2 separate regions of the Gasterosteus aculeatus genome follow, and region 1 is linked to region 2. Evidence: chromatin contacts called from public Hi-C data. All regions are on one chromosome and are shown on one strand. Each heading gives the region's core, a stretch centred on a gene start, on an enhancer-like site or on the middle of the called end of the contact. The rest is flanking DNA. Distances are from core to core; before and after follow the strand shown.

Region 1 (3,114 bases), core at 237-2,736, 69 kb before region 2:
AAGTCCCATCCGGCCCTGCACCTGGACCGGACTAAACCCCTGTGACTAATGGGTGTGGATGTATTCACGCCACTGATTAGCATTTGTGTGTGAAAGAGCGAGACAACTAGGAAGGTGTCTGTGTGCGTTTGATCCTACCTATGCAATAACAGAGCAGGATGGAGAGCAGCACAGACAGTCCTACGGCGCTGAGGGCGGTACACCTGAGGGAAAGAAAAGAAAACCATGGTTGTTGTGTTGCTTCCTCCTTCGTCAGTGTGGCTTCTGTCTTAACCATCACACTATCAGACACATCTGCTACAGTGTTCCCCATGGTTTACAGCGTTGGAGGTGCGGACGGACAGCGACATTTGTCATTTCAGGGTCACAGATGTTATTCTGTGTCCGCTGTGCAAAATGTTCTAAATCCTTTGGTGTAGCTTATACAAATGAAAAAAAACCTCCACAATAGACTGTGCTGATTCAAATGCTAGATCTCAATACAGGCCCTCATCCCACGATGCTGTCCGGCAACCTATCAGTACTACACAATGATGCTCTTGTTAACGAGTTAATGTTGTTGTTTAGCAGCAACATATTTTTAGTAGCAGGGACATTTGCAATCATAATATTCTATTGGGGTATTGCACCTAGCGCTGTTGAGCTGAAGAACATTCTAGATTTTGTATTTCATATGTAAAAATACAGCTATACAAACATTTTTATTGAAAAAACAACACCCTGGATGCACTAGCTCTGCAAGCTAGCAAAGTCACACACCCAATTAGATGCCAGCTGGTCTCTTCTCTCGTGGCTCTATTTGCTGCCAAGATTCTGCCGAGTGTTAAATGCAATGCAAACAAAATGTGTTACATGTGACTACGTTTGGTGTCACATGTCCGTGCAACCTGTGCGTGTGGCATTGACTGGTAGGTGGCTGTGGGGAGGAAATCTCTGGTATGTGTGAGAAGTGCCAGCAGGAAGACGGAGCTGCATAAACTGCATGACTGTGTGGTTAAGTTACAGTCGTCTGCCATAAAGATCAGCGTGCACTATATGTGGGACGCATTTACTCATGTACCCCTGCGCCACGTCGACACATGAGCTATAGGAACTATGAGGTATAGGGGTTGTATGATAAACTACAGGAGCATCTTCCTTAGCTTGTCCCACTCCCGGCACTTCCTTTGAGACAAACCTTATTAAATGCCAAACAACTTCAAATCTGTCAAATATACTATGAATTAATTTTATTTCATTCATTTGGTGACTGGGAAGAAGTCTTCTGTCCCAGCCAATGCTGTTTTAGGATATTCAAACGTGTACCTGAGTATAAATGAGTTGTACAGAAGAAAATACCAGCAGCACCACTGACAACTTCTTCCATCTTACCGCCATGAGCAGTACTTGGATGATTTCTTGAACTTGAAGGCAGAGCGGGAAAGGGTGTTCCTCGGCAGCGGCCTGGTGGGCGGGGAGTACACTGAACCGGTTGCCATGGTGTAGCCAGGAGTTGCCGTGGAGAAGAGGGGGGTGGTGCCTGTACCTGTCTTAAAGAGGAAGTGCCTGGAGAGCAGGAGGAAAAAGGGGGACAGAGATTAGTTATGGTAAATCAGCAGGTTGTCACACAGTTTACATACATTGTTGTATTCTTTTTACTTTTAACACAATGTTGTATTTTTCAATCTTCAAGAGCAACACTTAACTTTCAGGTTAGCTCTCTTTGATTCCCCCCAATTCTCTTTCATTAATAAAAGAAATGAATATATGAGCTGTGCTTGAACAGCTTCCAAACTATAATATCACACATGACTGTAAAACCATTATATGTTTGATTATTAAGTGTCTTGAACTATAATGGCGTCATAAAGTAACTCATGTAAGTGTCTCTAACCCATGTTGACGAGTACAGACTTGATGGTGAAGGACTGTTTTGCATGACTTTATAACGCTTTATGCTTCACCTTCACCTAGCTTCCCCCTTTACATCAATGATATACATGGCCACTAGAGGTGGCTGCCCACTAATTTTGAAGCCCTCTGTTTTGATCCAGCATTCAAATGGATGACACTGGCCTACTGACCTAATTAGGAGAAAGAGTGGACCCATGCCACATGAAAATTGATGCTCCCAGTTAGGGTCGCAAAGGGTCGCAGGGGTGGAAGGTTTCCTGTAAATTACCTTTTTTAACCTTTTTTAAGCATTAAACAAGGAACTTAAACGTAGTTAAGAACAAGACTATGCGAGATTCAATGTTCATGTTTTTGTTGAATAAATAGTTCTACTCACAAAGGGATTAAATCCAACATATTAGAGATGTTTGCATGCATGTCAGCTCATGACAAATAAAAGGTTGTTTTCATTAATTCCGGTGGTACCTCGCATGGTAGCAAAGGACTTTCAGTGGTCCGAGGACCAGAGAAGCTTTACTCAAGTTACCATTTCCAGAAGATGCTTTCTGGTTTCACCAAACCCTTCATGTATTATCACCCAACTGGAACAAGCCAACAAGGCCACAGTGGTCTGAATAAAGCAAATTCAAACTGCTGTCCACCTGAAAGCCACATCGTTCCCTTTTCATTTGTGTAAAGGCCGTCTTTAGAATTTACCACGTGAACATTTCCACCACAAAGATTGCTGGCGCAGTGTGCATGTATGTCTGCAGTACTTACCAAGGACACAGAACTCTGTCTAACGAGCATCTGTAATTACAATTAAACTACCCTCTAAATAGGATGTATGATTAACAATTATAGCCTATTATAACAAGGGTCCTTCAATTAATACCTGCCTCCAGGCAAGAGGGGAAGAGAGTTTAAGAGACTGAATAAACAGGGAAACATTGAGCATTGCTATATTTTGTGTGTGAGTTCTACAGCAGCCGTTAAAGCACAAACATATTGTTAAGCATTTAATGAAAAGAGATGTAGGGGGACATGCTTTATTTCACATGATCAATGATCATTAAGAGGCAATGCCATACGCTCTGTTCTTTTTATAAATGTTCATTATAACAAATGACATTCAATCATTAGTTTCTATACATGTTCAGCATCAACAAGAAGGAGAAAATAAGGGCAATATCCTTTTCCTACATACAATATTATACTTGTTGTGTTTTCTTTTTTTCATTC
Region 2 (2,929 bases), core at 305-2,804:
CCATGTTACATGTCAGTCTGGCCAGTAGTCAACGTAATATCTGTCCATCAAAGGGCACGATGGCCGGATGGACAACAGACCGTATACTGCAACATAAGGTCTGCTGCCCCAAAAGGGATGTAGAAACATAGTGATGGGCTCTGAATCATTCTCAGGTCCGACTATTCATCCTTCTTTACCCCACCTGCTGTTCCTACATGCCATTGCTCACAATGCCTGACATTCGCTTATTTAACTTCTACCCATTCACAAGAACAGCCACCATCAACTTTTCAACTTGGATTCTTCATCCATGTGTACTTGTGTGTGTGCGTGTGTGCAGGAGAAAGAGAGGGAGATGCACAATAGTATGTGGTGAATACAATAATACTTAGAATTTATATCTATTACACACACACACAAAAGGGCACGGCCCATATTAAGTTACAATGTAGAAGAAGGCTGAACAAGTATAAGCGGATTAGAAATACCTTGAGTGTGCAATATGAAGGAGATAAGCCCTGCAAGAGTGGGGCGTGGGGGTGGGGGGGGGGGGGGGGTTTCAGGGGAGGGAGACAGAGTGAATGAAAGTTATAAAAAGTGGATGAGTCATTTATAAGAAACGTACACCTTATTTTCACACAGCTACCTTTTTCTCTCCAGAACTGGACACGGTGTTGGAGTCGGGCCGCCTGAAAGCCACACAGTTGCGCATGACGCAAAAATAAAAGTTTTGGACACAATTAGCCGGAGGTGATGTAACGCAGCCGGCTCAATGAAACCGCACAGCCGGTGTTGCCATATATCTCTTTGTCAAGCGCGTCCAGCCTAGCAACGCTAACTAAGGGGGGTTGGATTTGTAAATGTGACGAGGGCCCCGTGGTTTAAGAGATCAGAGTGATGACTTTGCTTTGTGTTGTTCAAACAGATTGACTTCCTCAGGGGCTTACTGGCTGTTTATTGCTTCCAGGCCAGCACCCCACACCACGCCTCACAGACAGAACCATAAAGGATTGTATTCCCCCCTAGTAAAAATGGGTGGGCATTTTATCAATATCTATGACTCAGTGATCTTCAGTTATGTTTTTAAATTTTTTTTCAGATCATGTTATTATCTGAATCAAGGGGGATTTCTGATACAGGAGTAAACAATTAAAATGGACTTGATTAATACACAGCCCTGTCAAATAGAAGATTATCTTGCTCGTACTTTGATTATTTGGCAGAAATGACTGATATATAATGAGGTTAGGAGACACATCGCAAGTATGAGGCAGAAATCAGAGAGCAACCCGTGTACCAACTGAATCTGCTTGATCTGCTACCGATGTACCTATTAGTAAAATATATCTTCCATTAAAAATGTTTTCACAATTAATTTACTTGTTCACATGATGCTGTACGTTAAAGCTTCGTAGGGACAATAAGCGAGAGAAAGGGAACAATAATAAGCGTCATCGTAAACTGGCTGACAGATAGACAGACTGTCCTGCCCACTCAACAGGCCTGCACACACACACACACACACACACACACACACACACACAGTTAGCTAAACAGCCTTTGTGTCATAATCACATTTAGTAGAAGCCATATGACAGCAGAAATCGCTGCCAAGGACAAACACACGATGTGGGAGAGTGTGAGTTTGTAAGTGACTAAAAGAGATGAAAATAAGGACAAAACAAGGCTCTCTCTGTGTGTGTGTTTGTGTGCGCACACACAAATTGGTACGTGAAGTTTGTCAGTAAAACCACCCATATGCTGAGGTCAGCCACACTATCACTAGCTTTCCAAACCCTGCGAAGGCTAGTGTGTGTGTGTGTGTGTGTGTGTGTGTGTGTGTGTAAAAGATAGAGACAGTCAGGGTGAGGTGAGACATTAGTAGATTGGTGGTTATTTCTCCATTCACAGTAAAGGGGATTGCTTCTTTGAGTAATTAGTGCATTGGGTTCAAGTCACCTTTCTATAATTCTATTTTTATATTCAGCTCCAGTTTCCTGTTGGTTTGGGTGTCAATAAAAGACGATGATTTTAACTGAGCAGTTCATCTTAATATGAATCACGATGGAAAAAAGGTCCTTTAATGAACACACACACACACACACACATTAGCACGGGCACCATTGATGTGCCACCGTGGCCCTGTAGTTGCTGACAGTTGACATCCCTCCAAGTGAAAGAATGCCTGCGTGGTGACGATGAGGGATTGAAACTCAGTGGTCACCGGGGACACACCCACTCTACTCTTTTTATTACAATATATAAAAGGCATACATTTGCAAATGTAGTGTTATCACGGCCAACGTGCAGAAAGCGCGCATTGTGATACTTCAGTTCGCATCGTATGTACGAAACCCGCAGTTCATCTGGTAATCAGCGTGTTTCTCCGCCAACAAAATCGCATATTGTGAGCATTCAAACACGCAAGTTAACGGACCTCCTTCTCTCTTTCTATCATGGATCAGCCAAAGTTGATGTGTCTGCGTCAGTGGTGGGGAAATGTGTGTATTAGCTCCTTGTGATGTGATATGGCTGATTGCACACTGTGATATTCCCACTGCTGATACTATGACCGTTTGAAATGACCCTGAGGCCAATAGTTGTGTGTAGTAATGTAGCGAGGAGTTTAACACCTGCTGGAATGGAACGTGAACGCTGAGTCGGCGATGCGATGTCATCTTTGATTTCTTCCTGTAACTGTAATATTGCATGGATGCTTTATCTGTAACGCTTAATGATTTTATGTTCACTCAACGGTTGAAGTGTGATTCTTGTGGCAAAAATCTTTTCAGCTCGTCTCCTTGTCCTACGTCGCCGTCTGGCTCGGATGACTGCCGTCATCTCATCTCATCTCATTCTCCAGGAGGCGTATGCGAGGAAACTTCTGGTTTACACCTGCTTTTAAGAGGCGGTTTCTGTACACACTAATACTAATAAATAATTGGGC

What was found. A called contact is a pair of places that touch in the nucleus more often than the background predicts.
Region 1: a Hi-C map of skeletal muscle shows a contact between it and region 2, with 5 times the contacts expected there. The contact joins two enhancer-like sites. A contact is called at or near these places in 4 of 6 Hi-C or Micro-C datasets (skeletal muscle, tail fin and whole body).

What each region holds. Positions count from the first base shown.
Region 1 is chr9:4,114,858-4,117,971 of fGasAcu3.hap1.1, reverse strand. It overlaps tenm3 (teneurin transmembrane protein 3), which reads right to left. Exons shown (of 60, transcript XM_078080162.1): 12 at 1,372-1,545; 13 at 139-203. Among protein-coding and RNA genes, the nearest start is that of dctd, 89 kb to the left of the region's middle. Within about 2 kb of position 1,486, at least 6 of the 9 cell types and tissues checked have open chromatin away from gene starts, as enhancers often do.
Region 2 is chr9:4,046,331-4,049,259 of fGasAcu3.hap1.1, reverse strand. The region is part of intron 9 of tenm3 (teneurin transmembrane protein 3); the gene reads right to left. Among protein-coding and RNA genes, the nearest start is that of dctd, 160 kb to the left of the region's middle. Within about 2 kb of position 1,554, at least 1 of the 9 cell types and tissues checked has open chromatin away from gene starts, as enhancers often do.